Regions from separate parts of the Cricetulus griseus genome. Here region 1 is linked to region 2. Evidence: chromatin contacts called from public Hi-C data. All regions are on one chromosome and are shown on one strand. Each heading gives the region's core, a stretch centred on a gene start, on an enhancer-like site or on the middle of the called end of the contact. The rest is flanking DNA. Distances are from core to core; before and after follow the strand shown. Region 1 overlaps Plekhm3 (pleckstrin homology domain-containing family M member 3). Region 2 holds the start of Fzd5 (frizzled-5).

What was found. A called contact is a pair of places that touch in the nucleus more often than the background predicts.
Region 1: a Hi-C map of liver shows a contact between it and region 2, with 2.2 times the contacts expected there. The contact joins the enhancer-like site here to the promoter of Fzd5 in region 2. A contact is called at or near these places in 3 of 8 Hi-C or Micro-C datasets (the CHK-Q cell line, fibroblasts and liver).

What each region holds. Positions count from the first base shown.
Region 1 is chr2:418,932,357-418,935,460 of CriGri-PICRH-1.0, forward strand. The region is part of intron 2 of Plekhm3 (pleckstrin homology domain-containing family M member 3); the gene reads right to left. Among named protein-coding and RNA genes, the nearest start is that of Plekhm3, 32 kb to the right of the region's middle. Within about 2 kb of position 1,350, at least 1 of the 6 cell types and tissues checked has open chromatin away from gene starts, as enhancers often do.
Region 2 is chr2:418,753,786-418,756,922 of CriGri-PICRH-1.0, forward strand. It overlaps Fzd5 (frizzled-5), which reads right to left and starts at 1,717. Exons shown (of 2, transcript XM_027397103.2): 1 at 1,106-1,717; 2 at 1-823. The coding sequence starts at 579.

The DNA.
Region 1 (3,104 bases), core at 100-2,599, 180 kb after region 2:
GGATGCCTACTCTCTGGGCATCTCTCTCTCCTGACAATCAGGAGGGAGGCAGGGCTGTCAGAGGACTGCTGCCACCTCTCCCTCCTCATCTCCATCAGGCTGCATTCTGCATAATCAGACTTAGGATATGCACCCACTCTTATTCCTCCTGTGACCTGGCAGCGCAGCTCTGAGTCCTTGAGTAAAACAAACCACCTCTCTTGCTTTTAGACAGAGACTGCCACCTCCTCTCCTTACTTGCCTGAGAGCTTTTTACTGTACCTACTGGGAATGAATTCTCAGTTTGACTATAACTGTGCTCGGCCCAGAAGCACACCGAACCATGCTCTCACTCCTGTATGAGGTATGGAGACAACAGGTTAGGTAGAAGGGACAAGAGGAAATCTCCAGGGTACGAAAGCTAACATGTGCTCCAACACTGTTTCCCACCCAATAAGACCTATCTTTGTTCTCCTCCAGGGTTCAGCTGGGGTGGGAAGGCCCCAGAGTGTAAGGCCAGCCTGGCTACAGTGAAAAGCCCTTACTCCAAACAAACAAAGCCATGAGGACAGGAGAGAAGCCAGGAAGCTTCTTGGGGCACCTAGTCCTTTCCTAGATTTTGTACTTCTAGGATTAACATCTTTAATTATAGGAGTCTGGGGAGTTACCTTGTCTCTCTAATTTCTGGCAACTGTTATCTTCTATTGGATCTGAAGTATGTTTTTAAATATTTTTTTTTTACTACTGACAAATAGACACACACAAAGATAGATAGATAGATAGATAGATAGATAGATAGATAGGTAGATAGATAGATAGATAGCCTCAGTTGGAGTTTCCTCCAGATCTTATTATTTTAACTCATTTAATTTACATATACATTTTTTGTTTGTTTTGTTTTTCAAGATGCGTTTCTCCATGTAGCTTTGGAGCCTATCCTGGCACTCACTCCGTAGACCAGACTGGCCTCGAACTCAGAGAGATCTGCCTGTGTCTGTCTCCTGAGTGCTGGGATTAAAGGTGTGCACCGCCCGGTTTACATATACATTTTAAAGTACTCAATTTCACAAGAGAATTTCAATCTTAATGACTGTAAGTGATTCAGACAGGATCACTAATAAGATTTACACCATTTCTAGAGAAAAAAAAAAAAAAGCGGAAACATGCTCTAAATAAATCACCATAACATGTAACTTTTACAATGAAACTATCACCAGAAATTCTTCATAACGAAACTAAGAAGCTAGCAAGCCCACCAGCCATCTCACCTCCACTGCCTGCTTCCCAGCACCCTGCACTTCCGTTCCTTCTGAGTGAAGGTCCCTTTTCTCTGCCCCGTCATCCCCAGAGCCCTAGGATTGCTACTGACTAAAGGGGAAGGGAGAATGTTCCCAGCAGGGCACCTGATTCACTTCTGCTCGCCCTGCCCGCCGGGGTTCCTCTTTTGTTATTATTTCCTCATCAGTTCCCCAAAGTTTCTTTCGCATGGTCTCCACCTTCATCAGGATCCAGTCTGCCTCCTTCCTGGCTATCCCATAGTATCCCAAGCTGATCTTCCTGGGTCTCTCTTTCCATAGTACTTACTTGTCAGGCCAAAACCCTTCACATATCCTAGAACACCATACTTACTTAGTCCAAGCTCCCAAGCTTGCCCTTCAATATACCCCATTTTGGAAAATTTCAAACACCCTGGAAGACAGAGGAAATAACCACTATTCAGTTTCAAAACCCATTGGTATGGGTTGAAGGCTCAATAGGTAAAGTGCAAATGAGGACCCGAGTTTGGATCCCAAGCACTCAAGTAAACAGCCAGGTAGGGCTGCAAATCCGTAACCCCTGTACTTAGGGGCTAAGGACTTGCTAGCCAATTTAGCCAAAACTGTGAGCACGTGATGTTGTTCATCTCTGATCTACACACACACACACACACACACACACACACACACACACACACACCCATCAAGTTTCTACTATGTTTTGTCACCTGTACCTCTCTTCAACTCTTCATTTTTATTTCATTTTTTCTTCCTAGAATGTTTGAAAGTAAATTATAAGTATCATATCATTTCAACTATAAATGCTTCAGGATGTATCTCTAACCTAAAAAATCAGAAGTTTTAAATTTTATTATATTATTTTCAGCCCCACATTAATAATCCATATTCTGTGGGGTACTGTCTGGCCTTTGATACTTGTCTTTAACATCTCTCACCCTTCCTATACTCTATCCACAATCCTCCCTATGTCTCTTATATAAGCCGTGTACATTCTAGCCTATAGGCCTCTGAAGTTGCAATATTTTCTGGAATTTGTCCCTCTAGCTCCAATGCTTTATGTACTTACCTATCTACCCCATTTTCACTTCCCCAGTGAGACCTGTACCTTACCACGCAAATTCAAGGGACATTCTCAGTCCTCCTCCACCACACCACTTTGCTGGATTTTCTGCAAAGAGCTCTCTCCTCCAAGGGCAGGAGTCTTTATCTCTTTCTCCTGTACACCGGTGGCTGTCTCACCTAATATCTGGACAATGTATCAACAGGTGACTTGGCTAGAATCTCCTGTGTTTATAGCCCACAGTAGAGGAAATAAAATGAGTCTCAAAGTGTCCACACTATGAAGCCCGAAGTACTGAAAGCTTTTCAATGAGTACAGCTAATGGGGTCAGAACCTCAGAAGAGATCTGCATCTGAGAAGTTCTGGTAAGTCTTGGCGAGGAGGTAGTGTTGGCAACAGATACTGAAGAGAACAGAATTGGTTACTGAGAGAAGACAGAAGGCAGGGCATGACATTCCAAATGGTGGGCCCTTCTTTCCTTACTGGCTTATACTCCATCTATCCTCATTGCCAGTCACTCATTTAAGTCATCACCCATCACCTCACTTGATAAAGACTAGCAGAGCGGCCTAACTGGTTCTCTCTCTCTCTCTCTCTCTCTCTCTCTCTCTCTCTCTCTCTCTCTCTTTCTCTCTCCCTCCCCCTTCTCTCCCTCCCCAGAGTCTAGCTATGAAGTCCAGGCTAACCTCAAACTCCACTCCTTCCTGTCATAGCCTCCTGATATGTTGGGTACAATTGGATTGTCTAGTTATTTTTAACCACCAATTAATTCACTATACATTCCACTG
Region 2 (3,137 bases), core at 467-2,966:
ACGGCACGTGCACACAGATTGACCTCCCGAGGGGCACTCGCCCCCGGAAGATGGCGCCCCTGGTGGGCCTGGGAGGGTGGGCTTGGCAGGGAAGGACTTGGGGGACGCAGTGGTGGCTTCGCTTCGGTTATAATCCATGCACAGAACCTCGGCGTCACCGCCCAGCACAGGGAGGCGGTCGCAGCTCATGCGCTCCGGCCAGGCGAAGCCGTACTGGCGCATGAGAGGCGAGCAGCCGGCCTTGGCGCGCTCGCACACGGAGCGGCAGGGTGGCAGCGGCTTGTGGTAGTCCGGCAAGCAGATGGGTGTGTACATGGAGCACAGGAAGAAGCGCAGGTCCGGTGAGCAGTGGATCTCCACCAGCGGCCAGAATTGGTGCACCTCCAGGCCTGCCTCGTCCTGCGTGTCGTGGTTAAACTGGTTGGGCATGTGCGTCAGGTTGTAGCCGATGCCTCGGCACATGGGCACCGTGATTTCCTGGCACACCGGGGCCTTGGAGGCGGCCGCTGCCCGGCCCACCAGCTGCGCTAGTAGCAGCAGCAGCAGTGAGGGCGGAGCGGACGGGTCGGGTCGAGCCATCGCCCCCTTCTTCCCCTTGCCCGCAAGGGTCGGCGCTGACCGACGAATCCGCTGCCCCGGCTTCTCCCTCTCCGGAATCTTGAGTGTGACGCTCGGGCTGGCAACCTGTTGGTTTCTTTTTCTCTTAAAGAAATCCGTCCAAAGATAAACTGCCTCGGGAAGGCGCTGCCTCCGCCGGCAGCGCTCCACGCCAGATAGGGCTAGCTAGAGAGACGATTAGGGCTCCGATTCCAAGGACACAACTCTTAAAAGAGAAGGCAGGGGAGAAGAAAAATCGCAACCACTCCTCTTAGAGGAGCGCCAACCACTCGGTCTCCGTACACGGTCTCCAATCTCTAGATTAACTCCTTTCCTCCCTTCCACCTCCTGGAATCAAACTTCAGACTCCCCGCACCCCACTCCCCGCTCCCGCCTTGCTTTCCTGGCCCGGCCCTGCAGGCTGTGCCTGGGGCCAGAGAGCTCAGTCCCCGAGAAAGGGGCAGAGGAACCGGGAGAACTGGGATTAGGGGAAGACGCGGGCTCTCACCTCTGAGGGTCCTGCTGGGAGGCAGATGTCTGCAACCAGCCGGGCTCCTCCGTCCCGAGACTCCGAATCCGGCCAGAGCTGGAAAAGTTTAACGACAAGCTAGGTACCTGTGGCGGCGACACATGGCAGCAGGTGGGGGGCGGGCGTTTCAGAGAGCAGGGTGCCCCTCGACCACGGTCGGCGTGGGCCGGTCAGTTGCCTTCTCTTCCTTCGGGGCCCCCTGCATGATTCGAGCAGAGCAGGGCAGCGACACGCCGTGCCTTCCACCGGTGTCCCGGAGCCCAGACGAAGGGCAAGGACGCCGGGCAGCACTTGGGCTGGAAGGCGGAGGGATGCGGCGGCTGGAGGGGACCCGGCCACCTCACAGCACAGCGAGCAGCCGGCACTGGCCGGGCCGGGACTGCATGGTCCGCGCCCGCCGCCGCGTCCCGCCAGCCGCTCGCCGCCTCCCCTGCAGGGGGCTCCGCGCTCCAGCAGACTCCGGGGGGCGGTGGCAGAGCTCTCAGGACGCGCCCCGCTCGGCTCCTCCCCCGCGCTCTCGCACTCTTTCGCCCACCTCCAGCGAGCTCCGAGCCACAGTGCGCGAAGGCAGCGGAGAAGCCACGGCCGCAGGCTGACTGCCCTCTCCCGCCCCGCCCGGGTCACCTGCCTCTAATGCCCGCCGGGAGGCCCCGCCCCGGGCCCGCCCCCTCCCGCCCTGCCTCGAGCTGGGCCGCCCCACCGCGCGCTCCGTGCGTCCCCGCCCACCGCCCGGCCGCCCGGGCCTCTCCCCCAGCGCCCCGAGGCCCCGCCCGGAGCGGGCAGCGGAAGAGCGTCGGCCAATAGTGGGTCAGGATAGTGATGAGGGCGTGGTCAATGCTAATAAAGCCGCCTAGAGACTACCCGGGCGGGAAACCTGCGCCTAAGTCCTTCTGGAGCTCTCTGCGGCTACCCGCCAGTGTTGGGCTCACTTTGCTGGAAGATTCTGGTTTGTGAACGTCTGCTTCCAGGGCCTCCATCAGGCCACCTCTCTCCAGCTAAGCGTCTTTTTCGAGGTCCGGCGCTTTTAAACAAGCGGGACTGAGAGGTCAATTTCAGCTGTGCCACCTGTCCCCCTTCTGATTGTGCTGGATCACAAACGCGCCAGTACTTAAGGAGCGACCGCGTGTTTGTTAATCGTTTACACCTTGGTACGCGGTCTGGATTCCGTGGGATTCTAAGGCCGGAACGCCTCAGAACTTGACATACACAGCCGAGCTAGCAAGACGGCAGACTTTGAAAAACTTGTGCTCCTCCCAGTGCCAGCTCCTGGTACTCAGTAGGCGTTCCGATGGCTAACCTGCAATCTGAAACCAGAAGTTGGATGTTCACAATCTTAACCACCATCACCCCTCCCCTGGAAATATCGGTATTGCCCAGGCTTTGCGCTTTTGTATATGCAAAAAAAAAAAATCTTACTTTTGTGCAAGAGAGTGGATTTCTTCCCGTTTTGGAAGTCACTGAAAATGTTAGTCCTTAGCAGTCGAGGTTTATAATCCCTGGCAGGTACTAAATCACCCGCCGAGACATACCCTGGGACAGGGTATGGCCCGGGGTGCTGGGTCACCCGGGGCTGGCTGCTGCGCACTCTGGCAAGGTTGGGACCTCCCTGAGAAGGGGGGCAGCTGGGACCGCGGGAAGACCTGCGGCGCGCAGTCAACTCCGGGACACACAGGGGCGCTCTCCTGATGGGCTAGTATACTGCAAGTTTTAAAGTGTCCCACAAATGCCGCTGTTCGACGCGTTCTAATTAGGTTGGGAGACTGAGGTGTTTAGCATACTTGAAATTCACTCACACGCTTATGAAGAGGCTTTAAATTGTATACTGCTCCTTCATCCCTTTCTTCAGTTGGGGAAAAAAAATTAAAATAGGGAGAAGGTCCAGGGATACTTGAAAGACTTGGGACTGGCCTCAGGGGCTGAGATCTGTTGGGTCTTATTGTCATTTTCCGTGCCATTTGTACAGGCGGAAAGCCCGCCTTCTGTTTATCAACAGACGTTAATGAAACTGAGT